2 separate regions of the Anser cygnoides genome follow, and region 2 is linked to region 1. The links are chromatin contacts, called in public Hi-C maps. All regions are on one chromosome and are shown on one strand. Each heading gives the region's core, a stretch centred on a gene start, on an enhancer-like site or on the middle of the called end of the contact. The rest is flanking DNA. Distances are from core to core; before and after follow the strand shown. Region 1 holds the start of RPL17 (ribosomal protein L17). Region 2 holds the start of MYO5B (myosin VB).

Region 1 (6,274 bases), core at 1,723-4,222:
TGGCTTCTAAATGGGCTTCTAAATCTTTGTCTTCACAGGAATCTCACACATAAACCGAAGAAATAATATCTGCCCATACCCCAGCAGTGCTGCGAGGTTCCCAGCTTTGAGGTCGGTGCTTACCAAGTTACTCGGAGACGTTGCAGCTGTAAGAGAAGATGCAGGAAGCATCTCCTCGACAGCAAAGTAAAACGAACCTTTTAAGGCAGGTGAACGGGGAACTGCAGTTAAAATTACAGCTCTACGTTTCCCATCCGTGTAAATATTTGTGATAGTTCAAATATTTTCCGCATCCCATCTGGGCGAAATCCTAGCCTCAAAGCTTTGGAGTTTATTAGCGCTAAAGAAGAGATCTGAAAATATCCCAGTGGTCTGAGCATTCACATGGGCAGTAGGCTCTTGCTCTGCCTGCTTAATCTAAACAGCGTTTAACCCGGACCTCTCTCACACCAGGGAGGTGCCTGGACAGCAGATCGATGTTTTTTTCCCTTCTTCCATCAAACTTTTCTTACTAAGCATTTTGCTGTAGCTGGGTACCGCTTTCAGGAGATGTTTTCGTTTCACTGAAAAGCGGTTTGGTCAACTTCCCGAGCAGTTCTAGTTTCAAACACAACCTAAAATAAGAAACACATTTTCTATTAACACATAAAGGTTCGATTTAAAAAATATATATTTTACTTTTTTATAATGCTGCTGTAAATACCAGTTGTGATTCATAAATATGAGTCTTAATCTCTTTTTTTTTTTTTCTTTTATGCTATGTGGTGTCCCTGCTCTCTATTCTCATCCTAGCCTGCCATCTAGCTGCAGCACTTAGACTTGCTTCAGCCTCACCGAATTGATCTACCAACCCTGGCCTTAGCCTGAGGGTTAGAAAAATCGGTTTGACTGTGTCTTTCTTTGCTCAGCTGACCAGGCTTTGCTTTCCTGAATAAAACAGATGTCTTCCCTGCTTAGCAAGGAACCTGCCAGGGCAATTTTGTAATTCCTTCAGTCGCAAATCTGGTGCGAATGTAGTGATGTAAACAATCGATGTGGCCTAATTAGCCATTGGGTTTAATCACACCTTGCATTTAAGAGATGTCTTTGGCAACAAATCTACTTGGAGACAGTCTCCACTATGTGGTGGCCTCTGCAAGGCCCAGCCTAGACCGCAAAGACTCTCCAGTCCACCTGTGTTAACCGAGTAAAGAAACAAAAGCCACTTGTTGGCCAGCATGGCTCGAGCGCCAAACCCTACAACAGAGGCAGTTAACCCCATGGCATGAAGGTGAATGTGGTGCCTCTCGCCCCTAAATATAACGCTGAGGTGATGAGTGAAACTCAAGATCCTCCATTTTACCTCCTGCACTGCCTCTCCATGCGTCCCATCTCGCCCTCTTCTTGTTGTCCTGCTTATGGGGCAAAGGCACTGGCAGGAGGTAGCAGAAGCTCCCAGAAGTGAAAGAGGGTTAAGGACAGTAGGAATTACCCAAACATGGTACAGGCGGACCGAGGGGATTTAGCCCCTGCCCTGAAAATGAGCCTTTCATTTTAACACCCGCTGATTTTGGGTGCTGAGCCCAGCTGAGGCACTGCTCTCCATGCCCCTTCCCTGGGGCAAGTTTGTTCTCTCTCTCTGTTCGCCGGTAGGTGATTTTACAAGGGGTGGGACAAGCCCGCCATGGCCAGGGCACGGAGTGCAGGGGCCACCTCCCTGTCACCCTCAGGTGCAGCACCTGGGTTGCCCTGAAGCACCTCAGGGCGCTGGGCCTGGCGCCATTTTGTGGAACCGTGCTTCCAGCCGGGGGCAGCCCGTAACAGGTCCATGCCTGGGTGCACGTACCCACATAGACACGGGCACGATCATTTATGCACAGAAACATTTTATTTTTACATCTCAGGCTAAGACATGGGGCTGTGCAGCCACGAGTGGCCCTTGGGTGTCACTTGCCCCACAATAGGCAAAGGACCTGCACGCTTCCTGAAACAGGGCAACCCTGGGTGTAGAATCCTAGGATCATTAGGGTTGGAAAAGACCTCCAAGAACATCTGGTCCAACCATCACCCTACTACTAATGTCACCCACTGAACCATGTCCCTAAGCACCACGTCCAACCTCTCCTTGAACACCCCCAGGGATGGTGACGCCACCACCTCCCTGGGCAACCCGTCCCAACGCCTGACTACTCTTTCTGACAGAAATGTCTCCTCATTTCCAACCCGAACCTCCCCTGGCGCAACTTGAGGCCATTCCCTCTGGTCCTATCGCTAGTTTTGGGTGAGAAGAGGCCGACCCCTTCCTTTCAGGTAGCTGCACAGAGCAATAAGGTCTGCCCTGAGCCTCCTCCTCTTCTCCAGACCAAACAACCCCAGGTCCCTCAGCTGCTCCTCACAGGACTTGTGCTCCAGACCCTTCACCAGCTTCACAGCCCTTCTCTGGACATGCTTCAGGACCTCAATGTCCTTATTGTACTGAGGGGCCCAAATATGTACAATTTGGCTTTACTTCCCCCCCCCCCCCTTTTTTTGGCTAACCATTACTTTCTCCCCCTTTTTTTTCTTCCCTTCTTCTGTCATGACTAGAGGGCCCGTGATTTTTTGTTTTTACTGATTTCACACCGCTCGTCCTGTTTTTCTCAGCTATCCTCCTTTTTGTGGGACAGTGGGACCTCCCCTTTAACTGCTTAACACCCTCCCCACTGTTATGCCCGCACGATCGCTTCTGGATATGCGCGAAGGGCGGAATTTTTCAGCGCAAAACCACGACTTGAACCCTCACAGCTGGGGCAGGGGAGGGTCAGGCTGGGCGCCAGGGCGAGGCTCTGCACCCAGAGGTGCCCGGGCACTGGGCCAGGCTCCCCAGGGAGCTCAAGCAGCGTTTGGACACCGCTCTCAGACCCAGGGTCTGGTTTTTGGGTGGCGCGGAGCCCTGTCGCGACAAAGCCCATGCCCACGATAGACCTGCGAGACCCCGCGCGTTGTCTCGCGAGAGCGGCCCCGCGGCCCTCCCCGCCCCCCGCCAGGCGCCGCCCTTCCTCTTCCCCGCCGCCGCCCTGAGGTGAGGACGCCGTGGGCTCGTCATCCGCCGCCATCCGCCTCCATCCGGCCCCGTCCCGGCCACGGGCAGCCCGGGGAGGCCATGAGGGGCCGCGGGGGCGCCTCGGCCCGCTGGCTGCCATCGGCGTTTGCGGCGCTGGCGCCGCAGATGGCGGAGCGCGGAGGTGCCGGGGCTGTGAGGGGGGAGCGGGCCGTGAGGCTGCGGGGCGGGGGGGGGGGGGGGAAGGGGGGGACACGTTTGGATTTAATTGTGGAAAGAAAATCTATCTCTGAGGGGCTTTGTCAGCTAGCCGTCGGTTGTGAGGAAAGCGGTCTGTTTTCTGCTTGTCTGTGTTAGAAACCCAGTATGATTTCTCTCCCTGCTTCCCCGCAGTTGAGCTCCCAAAATGGTCCGCTACTCGCTGGATCCGGAGAACCCCACGAAGTGTGAGTTGTTCTCTGATCTCTTGTTGCCGTATTACTCCCTGAAATCGTTCGCTTTTTCACTTCAGAAGTTGGTCTCTTCTCTCCGCAGCATGCAAGTCCAGGGGCTCCAACCTGCGAGTGCACTTCAAGGTACGTGGCCTGCGCGTGGTGGGAAACCCAAGCTGGGTTTTGGAAGGAGATGACCTTTATTTTCCCGTGTTATTCTGTAGTTTATGAAGTGGGGTGGTGTAGGTTACGGCCTGCGTGTGCTCAAGCTGCTCATAATGACCTTTATCCGCAGGAACAGGAAAATAAGGTGGTCTTGTCTTAGTTTGCTGCCTAATAGAGCTAATAGAAAAGGAAAGAGGTAGTTGGAGGGAAGTTAGCAGGAGGAATTAAGACTAGAACTAGGGATTTGTTTCCTTTTTCTCACTGCCTGCTTCGATGTTGGGAAGGATCTCCCTGCTAATCCTGTCATTTTAGTGGTCGAGAAGTATGGCAGCAAGCGTTCGGCATGAATAGTGATACGGGTTCATACGTTGCTCTGGAAAACCCCTAGGTGCAGCAGTGAATATAAGAGTAATTTGGGTTAATCATGGAAACGAAGCTGAGAACATGCTTTTCTGCTGAACGTTAGATAGTGCAGGTGAAAAGAGCTTTCATTTAATTTGGTTTGTTCTTCTATTGTAATCGTATATTAAGTGCAAAAATTAAGAAGTAACTTAAGCACCAATAACTTATCGTTGATTTTTCTTGTTGATGCTTTTCATTCCCTCTTTTTTTAATCCCTTTACACAGACATTAAATTTTGTAGCTTGTTTGTATAGCTTGTGTTTACCTGTGAGGTGCCATATTGGATATCTTGACAGGAATTTAATCATTCAGGCTTCCGCTTTTTGGGTTAGTGGCCAAAGAGGGAGCTATGATAAGTGTAAATCCTCAATTTTAGATTTGCTGGTTGGAAAGCTCTGGGTGAAAAAAAACAATAAAGGCATCACAGAGCTGTGAACTCAGTAATGGGGGTCGGACTAAGAATTGTAGGTAGCAAAAAAAAAAAAGTTGCTGATTGTACTTTTTTTGGTGGCTTCTTTTGAACTGAGCTTGTAGTAAAAAAGAGTATGATTGCCTCTTTCCTTGGAGAAAGGAGAAGAAAGGTGAAAATCCAGTGCTTTTACTCCCGTTGTAACGCGGAAAGAAGTGTTAAGAGGAGCTTTCACCGTGTGTTTTTATTTTTCTTGCTAGAACACTCGCGAGACTGCCCAGGCCATCAAGGGCATGCACATCCGCAAGGCCACCAAGTACCTGAAGGACGTGACCCTGAAGAAGCAGTGCGTGCCCTTCCGTCGCTACAACGGAGGAGTTGGTAGATGCGCCCAGGTGAGGGCTGGGATGGAAACGTGGCGAGGGCGTTGATCTTAATTATTTCAGCTCGCTCTTGTGCGAGGTGTAGAACCGTTCGCTTCGATTGCGGTGATGACTTTCTTAGGACACCTTTGGATTCAACGTGAAAAGAAATCAGTTTTCTGAGCGATCGAAGTGAAAGGACACGTAATGACAAACTAATATCATGTAAAAGGGCAAGTTGTGTCGTACTGGGACAAAACTGCTTCTCTTTTTTTTTTTTTCTTACAGGCCAAGCAGTGGGGCTGGACACAGGGACGCTGGCCCAAGAAAAGCGCGGAGTTCCTGCTGCACATGCTCAAAAACGCAGAGAGCAATGCTGAGCTCAAGGTGGGCCGAGCAGATGTTATTAAACGTGCCTTGTTCGTGTGGCTGTGCGTGTTCGTGCACCTGAACTCGGTGCTCAGAAGTCCAAAGGACTCGCTTTGTGGTTGAAAGCGGGGCCTAGAGGGTTTGGTTTGCTGGTTGAATTCCGCTGCGTGCGTTTTTTTTGAGGTAAAAAGGAGTTAGTTTTTCACAGGTGGATGGCTGTCAACTATTGGGAGTGTGCGTGGTGGGGGAGCAAGCTCCTAAAATCCCCCGAAAGCGCGATCCGTGGGCTCCTGCTCAGTCTGTAGTTTTGCAGCACACTCAGCGCTTTCTTTGGCGATTCTGATGGCGGTGATGACGATCTTAGGACACCTTTGGAATGACCGTGAAATAATCGTTTCTTGCTGAGCCATCAGCGCGATGTAACTTGGCCGTGACACGCGGGGGGATAGCCCTGCGCTTCCCTGACTTGCGGTGTCACGGTTCTGCCGCAGAAGTTAGTTGCGGAGCGAATCAAGTCGCGGCACCTTGTTTTTGTTCCCCCCGCGCAGGGACTCGATGTGGATTCCCTGGTGATCGAGCACATCCAGGTGAACAAGGCTCCCAAAATGCGCCGGCGCACCTACAGAGCTCACGGGAGGATCAACCCCTACATGAGCTCCCCCTGCCACATCGAGATGATCCTCACCGAGAAGGAGCAGATCGTCCCCAAGCCGGAAGAAGAGGTGGCTCAGAAGAAAAAGGTAACAAGGGGCGCGTTCCCTGCTGGCGTTCAGGACCCCGAATCGGGTGACGAGGTGTTTTTGGGACAGGAGGGTTGCTGTGAGGACTTACCTTAGGACACCTTTGGAATACCCGTGAAAAAAAAAAATGACACGAATTCTGAGCAACCTCGGTATCGATCCCAAGATTCGGACGAGAAGCGAGGGGTGTGTGCCTGGTTTTGGGGTTGGGGGGACGGGGACGTTTCCCTGTAGGGGCGCGGCGCGAGGAGGCCCCAAACGATGGCGGGAATTGGTAAAATGATGCCCGCGGGGGGCTGGGGAGGCAACGCCGCTGACCCTTGCTCGTTGCCGTTGCAGATCTCGCAGAAGAAGCTGAAGAAGCAGAAGCTGATGGC
Region 2 (6,274 bases), core at 2,301-4,800, 210 kb before region 1:
TCCTCCTCTTTTCTTTTTTTTCCTTTTTTTTTTCTTTTCTTCAAACAGATCCTGTCTGCCCCTTTTCAGCCCAATCTCCCTCCCGAAAGCCCTCAACAAACAGCCCTGCCACCACTGGCAACAGTTTTGAAGTGATCTAGGATAAAGCCCATCAAACTTCACAGGAAAATCATGAGCTTAAATAATCTCTGTGGAACCCGCCCTTTCCTCGGTCTCCACTCGGATCTAACCTTTCACCAGCGCTTCTCGTGCCAGCCACCAGATTACGACCGACATTTTGGTGACCGGCGGTGCAAAAGTCACGCTGCCCGTCGCGACGTGGGCGGCTGGGGGCAGTTTCCTGCGACTGGCATGTGAGGATGACGCAAAAAGCACCTCTAGCGCCGTGCGATCTTATTTCTCAAAACCGTTTAAAAAACTCAAATCTCTGGAAAATGTAGAAATATCGAGAAGGAAAATGTAGAGAGAGCTTTTTAGCTACAGCGAAGTAACCTCTGAATGATCAATGAATTAGCAAAAAGTCTCAAAACTCAAATTTATTTTCAGTTCCTCTTTAAATATTCCGGCTGGGTTAAAGGCTCAAGTCTTGTCCCAGTAGTAAAAAAAAAAAAAAACAGTATTTTTTTCAGCAACAAAAATTCACATTTTCTTCTTTTTACAGTAGGGAAATTGTTCCGACGTGGAGTTTTTCAGAGCTGGCTGCAGCTTTGTGGCCAGATCCACTGAAATTTGTAAATGAGCTCCTGGGGCAGCCCTAAAATAAACCGTACATGTCTGTGATAATCATTTCGTGCTGGGATCATTCACCCCTCTTTCGTGCTGCGCTCCCTTTCTGTGGTTACTCTTTGCTCTTTAAAGCTGAGACAGAAAGGAGAGGAACAGAGCAGCTGATCTCTGCCACAACCTTCTGATGTGGGGGTCAGGGGTGAAGAATTTTGTCTCATGGCGCCAGTCTCAGAAGTGTTGGAACCTAGACCTGTCCTAGCTTCCATCCTCCTTCCCCGCGATTCCAGGGGGAGGCACATCTGTGAAAGAAACAAGCGTTTTAGTGAAGATATCCCTGAAGAACGATGAGAGCCAACACTACTTACAGCTGCACGATTGAACTCTTAGGCTGCAGGACTTATTACCGTAAAAACTTCAAAGTTTGGTAGTTTGGGAGTGAAGGAAAGGCTTGATTTTGAGCTCATGCCTGAAAACACATGCTAGTAAAAGTTCTGATCTCCGCTGCTCGTGCTCAGCGTGGCTGTGTCTCCTGTCTCTGACTCAGACGATCATGTGAATGCGAGCGATCAGCAAATCCCTCCAGAAAAAATGAATAAAGGTACCCGATGGACCTTAAAAAAAATAAAAAAAGCCGGGAGTTAGGATTTTCTTAAGCGTGTATTTTAAAGATTGCCTGGAAGCTCTGGCAGGAGGGATTAAAAGGAAGCACGACCGGAGGAACTGGAGACGGTCTGGAGTGTGATCAGTGAGGAAACCCCGGGGGAATTCAGAACCGGGGAGGAATTGTGGGCTTCTTGAGTCCCTGCCTGGGAAACCCAAAGCATCTGCAGGGCTTTTGATCGTGTAAAAGGAAGGGAACTGGTGTGCTCAAGTGCTGGCCCACGCGGCTGCCACAGTACCACACAAAAGGAATAAGAAACCACTGTAAGAAAGGCTTCATCTTTTATGAGGGGCGGGGACGGCTTTGGTTGACTTAAAAATCATTAATTTTTTCTCTTGGAGAAAGAAGTGAAAGGTTTCTTTTGTACGACGAGGCAATTATTCATCAGCCGATATCAATCAACCTCTTGTACTTCCTCTAAGAGCAAAAAAAAAAAAAAAAAAAAAAGGCGCCCTACTGTCCTCGCCTGGGTTTTCCCTCCTGGCACAAAAAGGCGCCAGTTAAAACCCCCCGAAATCCACGCGAGAAAATCCCGTTCGCCGAGTTTGCCACGTGGTGCTGCCCTACCCGCCCCTCGCTGAGCATAAAATGTGTTTTGCTTTTTTTTTTCTTGTAAAGTTCTCAGGCTGCTCCTTAGCGAGAGGTTTCAGAAAGGAGAATTCCTCTTCAGCGCCTTTGACGGAGTTCGTGCTTTCCTACAGGCTCTGGATTAAAAGCTGGCAGGGGATAGAAAGGACCAGAATGTCTCCCGGGATCTACTCTTTACAGAACTTACAACATTTTTTTGGCTGCGTTGCTGCCCAACGGGAACTTGGCCGCCCAAAAAGTCCCCACAACATCCCCTGTTGCTTCAGGGCTTGTACAGATAGTTACAAGGGATTTTTACCGTTTTGTTAGGACAAATCTATTAAAGTGACTGCCCTGACCCGATAAAGGCACTGACAATGCCAGTCACATTACAAAAGGGGGTGGCTCCTGCTAGAACAGAAAAAACCCCCCAAACTGTTTACACGACCTAGGAGCAGGCAGTTACAACACTCCCTCAGGGATCCAAGCCAGCAAATAAAGGACAGAATATATGCCATATATATCCTATATACGTTCCCCCCATGGGGAAACCCTGGAGAATGCAGTGACCAGGATCCCCTTTGCACCTTAGCTCCTGTGACAATCTGATTTCTCATCAAATGTTAATGTAAAATAAGAATAAAATCACAATCTATCCGTGCCTTAACGCTAAAATTAGGAATAAATCTTTTTTTACAAGCGGTGGAGGGACTTAAAGAAAGAATTAATAGTGGGATTGGCGGATCCACAGCTCCATTGTTTAATTCATATTTTAAACGTGAAATACTGCACATTTCTTTACTGTATTATACATAAAATTGGCTCATGTTGTGGTGTAAATGACGACTAAGGCAACATCTCCCATTAACTTTTCCCACAGATATTAATCAAAACTACAGCCTGCCAAGAAACTCAGCCCTCTCAGCACGTAAATAGGGGTTTTCACCTCAGGGAAAAAAAAAAAAAACACTGTTCACTGAAGTTGTTTCTCTTTCCCAAACACCTCCAGGAGTCAGTCAGAATAGGATGACAGAGTAAATCTCTACTGAAACAAACTCTGAAGATTCCAGTTGTTTGAGCACTGCAGCAGTGGTATGACATATACTGGAGTGTGTGAGTGCTCCCTATCATACAGCTGTGTTTGACAGTGCAGAATTAACATCACTAAGACCTGATATACGCACAGCACACATATTTCAGTAGGATAAAAACACGCGTTAAACCCTTCTGCCTTCGGATTACGTTTTCCAACTCGTTATCAGCCCAGTCCTGATTATCCGAAGGGAAACGAAGCTCTTGGCGCTGTCTCTGCCCCGCGGCTTCCAAGCGAACTCACTGTGGGCAACGAACCTGAAGCGACCGCAGCTCCTGAGGCGCTGCTGGGAGCCGCGCACCAGCCCCAACCCCTCTCAGGAGCCGCGGGAGGGCGCGGGGAGCCGCATTCCCGCGCAGCAGCCCCAACCCGCGACGCGTTGTGGCGATATCGCGACGTGACGACAGGACAACGCCCCCACCCCCGGCCGCCATTTTGTGCCCCCTCAGGCGGCGCGGGCGCACTGCGCATGCGCGGCCCCTCCCCCCGGCCGGGCTCCCGCCCGCTCTGAGCGTCCCTTGCGTCGTGAGGTCACTTCCGCTTCGCCATGGCAACGGCAGAGGCGGCGGCCGCCATGACGGCGCGGAGGGGCCCGGGGTGGCGGCGGGAGGTGCTGGGGCCCGGCCCGCACTCCGTGACGCTGGTGAGCGGCCGGGAGCCGCCACCGGGGGCTGGAGACCCCAAGGGGGCCCCTCTTGGCGTGGGGCTGGCCGCGGGGCCAGCAGGCGGTGAGGCCAAGCCCGGGCTGGGGGCGTGTGGCCGGGTCGGGGCTGGGGGTAAGGCCGTCAGGGTGGTCCCGCTGAGGTGGACAGGTTGAGATTTAAGGTATGAGGTGGATAAACAGGCAAGTTGTAGCTCCTCCAGGCCTTTCGTGCTGCTCTTGTGGCGGTTTTCGGCTGAATGTGAGCCAGCAGTGTGCTCAGGTGGCCGAGAAGGCCAACAGCATCCTGGCTTGTATCAGAAACAGTGCGGCCAGCAGGGCTAGGGAAGTGATTGTCCCCCTGCACTCGGCTCTGGTGAGGCCGCACCTCGAGTACTGTGTTCAGTTTTGGGCCCCTAGCTACAGGAAGGACATGGAGGTGCTTGAGAGAGTCCAGAGAAGGGCGACAAAGCTGGTGAGGGGTCTGGAGAACAAGTCTTAAGAGGAGCGGCTGAGGGAGCTGGGATTGTTCAGCCTGGAGAAGAGGAGGCTCAGGGGTGACCTCATCGCTCTCTATAGGTACCTTAAAGGAGGCTGTAGCGAGGTAGGGGTTGGTCTATTCTCCCACGTGCCTGGTGACAGGACGAGGGGGAATGGGCTAAAGCTGCGCCGGGGGAGGTTTAGGTTGGATATCAGGAAGAACTTCTTTACTGAAAGGGTTGTTAGGCATTGGAATGGGCTGCCCAGGGAAGTGGTTGAGTCACCATCCCTGGAGGTCTTTAAGAGACGTTTAGATGTAGAGCTTAGTGAGATGGTTTAGGGGAGGACTTGTTAGTGTTAGGTCTGAGGTTGGACTTGGTGATCTTGGAGGTCTCTTCCAACCTAGACGATTCTGTGATTCTGTGTTTTGGGCTCTGTGTTACCCTTGGTTACCATAAACCCTTATGGACTCGGTCCCCAACTCGATTAAAAAAAAGAATAATTGTAATTTCATCAGACATTCTTTCTGTTGCAGAGAGCCAAGCCCCCTAAAGAACGAAGACGTGAAAATTTTGCCTTGGCCCGCAGAGAGAAAGAACAGGAGCTCCTGGAATACGCCGCTCTCCTAAAGCTCTACAGGCAGTGTCGCAGCGTCCACGAGTGGCAGCAACGCAACGAGCAGAAATGGCTGCACGGAGCTGTGCGGAGAAAGGTTGAGGCGGCGATGCAGGAGTATCAGGCAGGGACTGATGACAGAAGAGAGAGGTAGCAAGCAAGGAGCTAAAATCAATGTCTGCCCTGCTATTTTCCACTTCACCGCGTGCTTAGGGGAGCGATTGTGGGGGAAAAATACTCAGTAGAGCTCGGCTCTGTGCCTCCCCCCCGGCATTACGGCATGGCCTTCGTTATTCCTTGGACTGGAAAGCGTGGGCGTGCTTATTTGTCAGGCAGGCAGCAACGCAGAGCAAAGAGGAGCTTTTGGGCCCTTGTTACCAGTACAATTCACAACAACAAAAAGCTAAAAACCGGAACCACAACAGAATTGGGCTGTGCTGACCTTAGAAAAAAAAAAAAAAAAACGTTTTCTCAGTTGTTCTTTTTATAGTAAGCGGCTTTGCAGCTGTGAACTGGAAGGAACTCGCTGGGATCTTCTGGCCCTGCTCAGCAGGGCCACCTAGCGCAGGCTGCTCAGCGCCGCGTCCTGTCGGGTTTTGGGTATCTCCAGACACGGAGCGTCCACAGAATTTCTGGGCAGCCTGGTCTGCGTGTGGCCACCCTCACGAGAAAAACCTGTTCCTTTGTGGACAGGTGGAATTTCACGTTTTATTTTCTCTTGTCCTGCCACTGGGCACTCCGAAGAGCCTCCCTCTTTTTTGTGGGAGATTCGTACACAGTTGATGAGCTCCCCCTGGGGCCTTCTTCTCTGGGCTGAACGCTCCCAGCTCCCTCAGCCTCCCCTCAAACAAAGACCCCTCCGTTCCCTTCATCATCTCTGTGTTCGCTGGCTTCTGTTCAGCTCCTTCATCACCCCCAGTAAGCCCCAGCGTGCCCCCAGGTGCAGGATTTTGCCTTCCCAGTGTTAAATTTCACCAGGCTTGGTGCCGAGCTGCCAAAGATCCCCCTGCCACCTTTACAGGGACGCATAAATTGTGAGGGGAAGAGTGCAGTCCGTTACTTAATCGTTCAACAGATAAGTCGTTCTGGTTTTTATTGAAGCGTTTCCTTCGTTTCAGGCTTCGCGAGCTTCTGGAGGCAGAGGAAAATAAGTACTTTGCTGAGATGGAATCGTCTGAAGAAACTCTGCTGGAGAAGCAAGCGAAAATGAGGGAGCGAGCAAAATTATTGAGAGAGGAGAGGGAGAAAGAAAGGCAGCAGCTGGTGGCTGAAAAACGGGAGCAGCAGTTCAGGTAGGTCCGGAACGATATAAAATAGAGTTTGGGGGAGGAAATACTAAACAGCAACATAACAAGAAGGTGACGAAGTGCAGAAATCCTTGTCCAGTGTGGGCATCCCCACGCTCCCGCCCCCCGCCAAATCATGGAGGGTTTATTTGGCCTAAATCATGCTTATTAAGCTCACGTATGGAAAGTCCTTGAGCAGTTGGGAT

What was found. A called contact is a pair of places that touch in the nucleus more often than the background predicts.
Region 2: a contact with region 1 is called in a Hi-C map of granulosa cells, with 2.4 times the contacts expected there. The contact joins the promoter of MYO5B here to the promoter of RPL17 in region 1. A contact is called at or near these places in 3 of 7 Hi-C or Micro-C datasets (granulosa cells and liver).

Annotation. Positions count from the first base shown.
Region 1 is chrZ:59,700,466-59,706,739 of Taihu_goose_T2T_genome, reverse strand. It overlaps RPL17 (ribosomal protein L17), which reads left to right and starts at 2,972. Exons shown (of 7, transcript XM_048079765.2): 1 at 2,972-3,040; 2 at 3,413-3,465; 3 at 3,554-3,594; 4 at 4,687-4,821; 5 at 5,077-5,175; 6 at 5,706-5,897; 7 at 6,237-6,274. The coding sequence starts at 3,426. It overlaps LOC125184840 (small nucleolar RNA SNORD58), which reads left to right and starts at 5,972; the gene lies at 5,972-6,045. LOC125184841 (small nucleolar RNA SNORD58) reads left to right here and starts at 5,501; the gene lies at 5,501-5,567. LOC125184839 (small nucleolar RNA SNORD58) reads left to right here and starts at 4,910; the gene lies at 4,910-4,976.
Region 2 is chrZ:59,913,467-59,919,740 of Taihu_goose_T2T_genome, reverse strand. MYO5B (myosin VB) reads left to right here and starts at 3,550. Exons shown (of 43, transcript XM_066989141.1): 1 at 3,550-3,690; 2 at 4,703-4,932; 3 at 5,901-6,074. The coding sequence starts at 3,595.